Regions from separate parts of the Mus musculus genome. Here region 2 is linked to region 1. A link is a contact called in public HiChIP or PLAC-seq data. All regions are on one chromosome and are shown on one strand. The core of a region is the stretch at or near the end of the contact, and the rest is flanking DNA. Distances in the headings are between cores, read along the strand shown. Region 1 overlaps Fer1l6 (fer-1-like 6 (C. elegans)). Region 2 has its middle 75 kb from the start of Gm41329.

Evidence for each region. HiChIP or PLAC-seq counts read pairs in DNA pulled down with a chosen protein or histone mark.
Region 2: a CTCF HiChIP or PLAC-seq map of CD8 T cells shows a contact between it and region 1, with 11 read pairs. The contact joins two enhancer-like sites. A contact is called at or near these places in 1 of 39 promoter capture datasets (the 3T3-L1 cell line), 1 of 15 datasets of contacts at CTCF or cohesin (CD8 T cells), 7 of 484 Hi-C or Micro-C datasets (the 3T3-L1 cell line, the CH12 cell line, Th1 cells and 3 more) and 2 of 115 datasets of contacts at active chromatin or transcription factors (CD8 T cells and heart atrium).

Annotation. Positions count from the first base shown.
Region 1 is chr15:58,578,434-58,581,384 of GRCm38.p6, reverse strand. The region is part of intron 16 of Fer1l6 (fer-1-like 6 (C. elegans)); the gene reads right to left. Among named protein-coding and RNA genes, the nearest start is that of Gm36451, 17 kb to the left of the region's middle. Within about 2 kb of position 1,439, at least 14 of the 459 cell types and tissues checked have an H3K27ac peak or open chromatin away from gene starts, as enhancers often do.
Region 2 is chr15:58,683,784-58,686,734 of GRCm38.p6, reverse strand. No RefSeq gene overlaps it. Among named protein-coding and RNA genes, the nearest start is that of Gm41329, 75 kb to the left of the region's middle. Within about 2 kb of position 1,559, at least 48 of the 459 cell types and tissues checked have an H3K27ac peak or open chromatin away from gene starts, as enhancers often do.

The sequences.
Region 1 (2,951 bases), core at 190-2,689:
CGTAGTGACCTTCTGAGGTGGGTACCAAGATTTCCATTTTAAGGTGAAAAAAAAAAAAAAGCCACACAGCTCCTGGGCCCGATCTCCAGATCAGTCCAGAATGTATGTCCCTTTCTCAACTTAGAACTATGAAGGATGCTTCCAGCCAAAGGTGCCATCTGAGAAACATCTGCGTTAAATGCCAAACACCATCATTTTATAACCCAGACATGGTGGTACACCTCTGTAACTCCAGCACCTGGGAGGGAGGCCATCCTCAACTACATAAAGAAAGTTTGAGCTCAGCCTGGGCTACATGAGACCATGCCAAGAAAGGAAGGATTAGAGGATGTCCTTCCCAGTGAGGCATATGGGATGGGGAGGAAATCTGAGAGTAGGAGAGAGGACTAGTTAAAGCCAGATGTCAACTTTGAGATGCCTTCATGCTTCTGCCTTTGGGAGATGTGGGATCAGCCTTGTGTTAGGTATTGTAAGACATGGAGGGACATGGAGGAGGAGGGCACAGGGAGGGACAGAGGAAGGGAGGAAAGAAGCAAAGGCAATACTTACTTTTACTCATTCATTCCACCTATACTTACAGGATTTGTTTAAAAATAAAAACAGTCTTTACAGTACCTTCTAAGGCCCTGTGAGCTGGCTGTGCTTTTCTATCTGTCTCATAGCGTTCTCTCCTCTCCCACTGTGCCCCAGACTCATGGCTCCTCAAGAGATCCTGGGGCATGCCAAGGCTGCTCTACCCTAAGGCTATAACACACAGATCTTATTGCACAAATGTTCTTTCTAGACTTCATGTAGCTTCGGTTTAAACGTCGCCACGGAATTATAGGTTGTCAAATATTTTCCTGTTCTCTGTGGGTTTGGCGAGTTTCCCTTCATAATCACAACCTAAGATTATTTTTATGTCTGTGTCGTTTGCCTGCCTGCATTCTGTCTTCTCCTGTCCAATCTGCAGTTGGACAGGGGGTTCCTGCCTTGTCCTTATCCTGAACAACCATTGTGACATACGGTACCTCCTGGGCACACAGAGGGTAGTAAGTAAGTTCAGAATGAATAAGCAAGGCCATTTATGGATTCCTCAGGGACAAACACTAAGAACTTTCAGCTTTGTGTTCCTAGCACTTTGTCTGTGCCCAACATATAAGAAGCCTTCTGGTAATGCTGACCAAAAGAATGAATACCTGCTGTCTGCCAGGTACCGAGAACACAGCTGTACACTATGGTTCTTTTGACAGTTTTGTGAAATGAAAGCAATATATACAAATAAATGTATAAAGCCTCATGAGATCAGACACGGGGGAAGCCAAGCTTCCCGGAGGATCTCAATCTGACCTGACCCATATGGAATCCATCAGTCAGTAATTAAACAAATGACAGCCCTGACAGAGGGAGCAGTCACATGTGCAGATATACAAGCAGCAAGCGTCCAGCTGGTCAGAACACAATTCCAGAGTGAGGGCACACTGCAGGACAAGGCCACAATGCTAGGTCATACACTGTTTGCTCTGCATGCCGTGCAAAGGGAATCCAGACTTTATTAACATCGACAAACTTCAGTGATTTGCTAAGAACAAGTAATCACCTTGCATTTTGTTTTAAAAGCCATTTTGATTCTTGAATGGAAGATAAGCTAGAGGAAGTCTACTGCAAAGTCTATACCAGAGGTTCTCAGGGGCTCGAGTAGTGAAGTAAGTTCTGGAATGCTTAAGGGGGAGAATCAACAGGATCTAGGGTTGCACGGATGGTTTAAAATGAGGGATTAAAAAGTCACCATTGATCACAGGCTTGTGGTTGAATCAGTAAGTACAGCTGGGTATCCCAATACAGGAAGGAGAAGAAAGTTGGGAAAGGTGTAGATCGGTAGAAGATACTGAGTGGGAAGTGTTCCAAGACATCTGGTTTCCTTTAGGAGGCAAGAGATACTGCCCTAGAGACAAGAGACGTGAGACTAAGATGGTGACGTTTTATTGGCAACTCAATTAAATACCTTGGGCATTGATGAATCACAGCTTTGAGTAAGTACGTGGGGGGGTTTCTAAGGAGGAGAGAAGAGCTAAGCCTGAATGGCTGGGCTGGTCACTGTCATCTGCTGAGAAACCTAATCTGAATAAAAGGGAGGAAGCCCACCGAACATTGTCATCCTTCTCTCTGCTTCATGATCTATGAGATGGGAAGTGCCTCAGCTACACACTCCCTCAGCCATGCACACCACCACCCCTGTCCTGCCATGACTGAGCATTAACCTTTCAAAGCCCAGCCGGAATAAACCCTTTCACTGTGGTGAGAAGAGTAACAAATACAAGGCACTATAAAGACACTGATGTTGTGGACTTGGTCCAGCCAGAGTTGGTAGGCAAGAAGCAGGCAGAGCTCTGCCGAGAATATGCAATGGAGTCAAGGCATAGGCAGCATAGTCAACTAGAGGACCAGAGGGAGGACCAAGCAGGAAGACCTGGAGGATGATGGAAGCCAGCTTCCGTGAACATCCTAGGGGACAGGCAATAAATATTCTAGAAAGAAAGATGAAGGAAGGGTTTAGCTTTAGCCTCTGGACTTGGATTAGTTAGGGTTTTAAAAAAATTGATCTTTCTGAATCCTGATCATATCTTTTAATCCCCCTGACACAAGTCAAATATTAAGAGATTTCTATTAATAGAATTATCACAGCGTTGCCCAAATGTCCCTTGTGTGTTATTGGTGGGACTTTACAGTCAGATATTTCAGGGTCTGTCTGACTTGGGCTGGCATTTTTCAGCCATCACTCATTCCACAAGGACTGAGCATCTGTAAGGTATCTTTAAGCATCTACAAACACCGTGCTAGTAGGCAGGGCACAGAGGGGCATCAGTAGCCACCTGTCCTCCAGAAGTCTGGCAACCCTTAACCCGGATTTTCAGTGGGGAGAGAGGAGAAAATTGTTACTTCTTTTAGCTTCTTGTTTGTGGGACAGACAT
Region 2 (2,951 bases), core at 310-2,809, 110 kb before region 1:
TTCTGAGTTTGAGGCCAGCCTGGTCTACAAAGTGAGTTTCAGGACAGCCAGGGCTATACAGAGAAACCCTGTCTCGAAAAACCAAAAAAAAAAAAAAAAAAAAAAAAAAGAAGAAGAAGAAGAAGAAGAGACTTAAACCAGGCCATTCTGTCTTGGCATGTGATGCCCTCTGCCACCTTGCATCCCACAAAGAGTCCTTCCTAGTATCTGATCTTGAATTCCCCATTCTTCAGAACCATGAGCCAAATAAACACCTATCCTTTATAAACTGATAAGTGTGCTACTTGATTATAGTAGTGGCAAACACAGTAGGACACCATATCAGAACTCTTGGTGGAATCTGTTAGACTTTCTGAAGCCCCTTGAAGAGGAGGCCAGAGGAGTGATAGGATTGAACCAGGCAGTGGGCAGAAGTCTTTAAATCCTCTAAAATATACCTCCCTTCCGAAAGTCCCTCTCATCCCGGGGTGGTCCCCTTTCAACTCCTCCAGCTTCCCGTCTGGGTACCTGCCTCTACTTTCTTTCCATCTCTGTATCACATTTTCCTCTTACAGCTGGGTTCTAGCCATGAAAGTGCTGTCTGAGAACCAGACGAGGGTCCAGCAATATCAGCCGGCCACTGATCTAGACCCCAAAGTTGAAAGCTCTCCCTGGGAACTTCTGGTTTGGAGAGTGAGGTGGAGTTGATCACCTCTCCTCCAGAAAAAACAATGCCAAGTTCCAGGGCTGTGAAGCTTCAGGGTGTACTGGCCACAGGTGGAGAAGCTGAGAAGTGCCTCTCCTTGTCTCACCACACCTGGACACCTGATGTGGCCAGCAAATGGTGTGTGGGAACCCTCACTGTCCATTGTGACAGTTCAGTGACAGCAGCAGGAAGGAGGTTGTGGTCATGTGATCACATTTTCCTGGGTGGCCCTGGAGGCATGTAATGATGGAGCTCGGATCTCATTGAGTTGGCACTCATCTCTCAGAGCACAAAGGCTCTGTGGTGCTTTAGTGAAGTCCTCTGTGTGTGGCAATCCCTTAGCAGTCTCCTTTCTTCTCCTGGACTTACAGTTAGAGTCAAGACAGAACTCCTCCACAGGAGTCCCCTGGGTGAACTCATGTAATGCTGGCAATCTGAACCCTTGGGCAGGACACGAGATCAACAGAGGGTAGAGAGTCTCTGGGTGTCAAAAGGAGATGCAGGAGGGGCTCCTGGAGTTCAACGAGGGGATGGAAGGCTAGAACTAACAATATTGTGGGCATTTTAGACAAATAACACAAAGGAGCTCTTAAGGGTGGGTATGCAGAAGTCATCAGCTCTGCAGGGCTCCCTGAAGTCCCAAAGCTACCTCCCGTGTAGAGAGGTGTTGTTTTCCATGGGAGTCAGCCAAATTACAATGGGATTGACAGCAGTCATGGTTCCATGACTTGTTTTGTTCCAGGAACAAAACAAAACATTCAGCTCTTTGTGCAGGGAAACCTCACCGCCCACAACGTCACAGAGGGGTAGGACACACGCGCACCACACGAACAGGCATAGATGCAGACACAGTCTGGGTAATTAGTTGTCTCGGCTTTCCTGGAAGACACATGCTTTTCGATTTGGTGGGTTGACAGGAAATAGTCTAAATCACTCTTTGCCAAGTCAAGGGGTGGCAGAGCAGAATTAGCCAGCTAACTCTGTATTTTTACCAAAGAACTAGTATGAACTGATTTTCAGTGGGGATTTTCCAATCTAACTTTCGATTTGTGTTTTTAGACTTTTCACACAGATCTGCAGAACAACTGTGTTCACTTTGGGGAAAGTAAAGGAAGCTTACAAGCCCGCAATGGAATCTCTTGTTTTAATTTTAACATTGGAACATCACCAAAGCCGTTGGATGTACCAACCCTGGGATATTTTTGAAAAGTATGTAGTCCTAGAACATGTGGTTTTACTTGTGGGCATCGCTAAAAAATGTTGAATAATTGACTAGTATTTGGTTTAGGAAAATGTAGATGGGTTGACCTCAGAGCCGCTGTAGGAAAGGATTCTGATGTCTTTTTGAACAGGGTGTGCTGGGACTTCCCCTGCCAGGTGGAAGAAGGGGTGTGTGTGTGATAGTGTTCTATGGCAGTAATTTGTTGAGCACCTGCTGGATGCCACACACTTGAAATAGATCTTTTCTGTCTTCTGTGGCTGGTTTCAGGGGGAGGTTCTTTTGTGACCAGGTGTTTCTAAGGCACAGCTGGGTGGACTATAAGACTATTAGAAGGGACCTGCACAGGTATAGATCATGACCATAATGAAGAAGAGCTTTCCCTGTGTATTGATTTCCTTACCTGGTTTCAAATTCGGATGGTCGAGGCAAAACTAATTACAGAGAATGGGTACGGTCCCTTCTGGCCTCTTTCCCAGTAAGGAGGGTGGTGAGGGAGTCCCACCATGCTTAGAATGTCTTCTTTGTTTTTTTTTTTTTATTAGATATTTTCTTTGTTTACATTTCAAATGCTATCCCGAAAGTTCCCTATACCCTCTCACCGCCCTGCTCCCCTACCCACCCACTCCCACTTCTTGACCCTGGCATTCCCCTGTACTGGGGCATATAAAGTTTGCAAGACCAAGGGGCCTCTCTTCCCAATGATGACCATCTAGGCCATCTTCTGCTTACATATGCAGCTAGAGACACAAGCTCTGGGGGTTACTGGTTAGTTCATATTGTTGTTCCACCTATAGGGTTTCAGACTCCTTCATCTCCTTGGGGTACTTTCTTTAGCTCCTCCATTGGGGGCCCTGTGTTCCATCTGATAGCTGACTGTGAGCATCCACTTCTGTATTTGCCAGGCACTGGCATAGCCTCACACGAGACAGCTATATCAGTGTCCTTTCAGCAAAATCTTGCTGGCGTAGGCAATAGTGTCTGGGTGCAGCCCCACTCACAGACCAGGTCCAGGGAATGCAGGCAATGGCTAAGCAAGCCCTGATC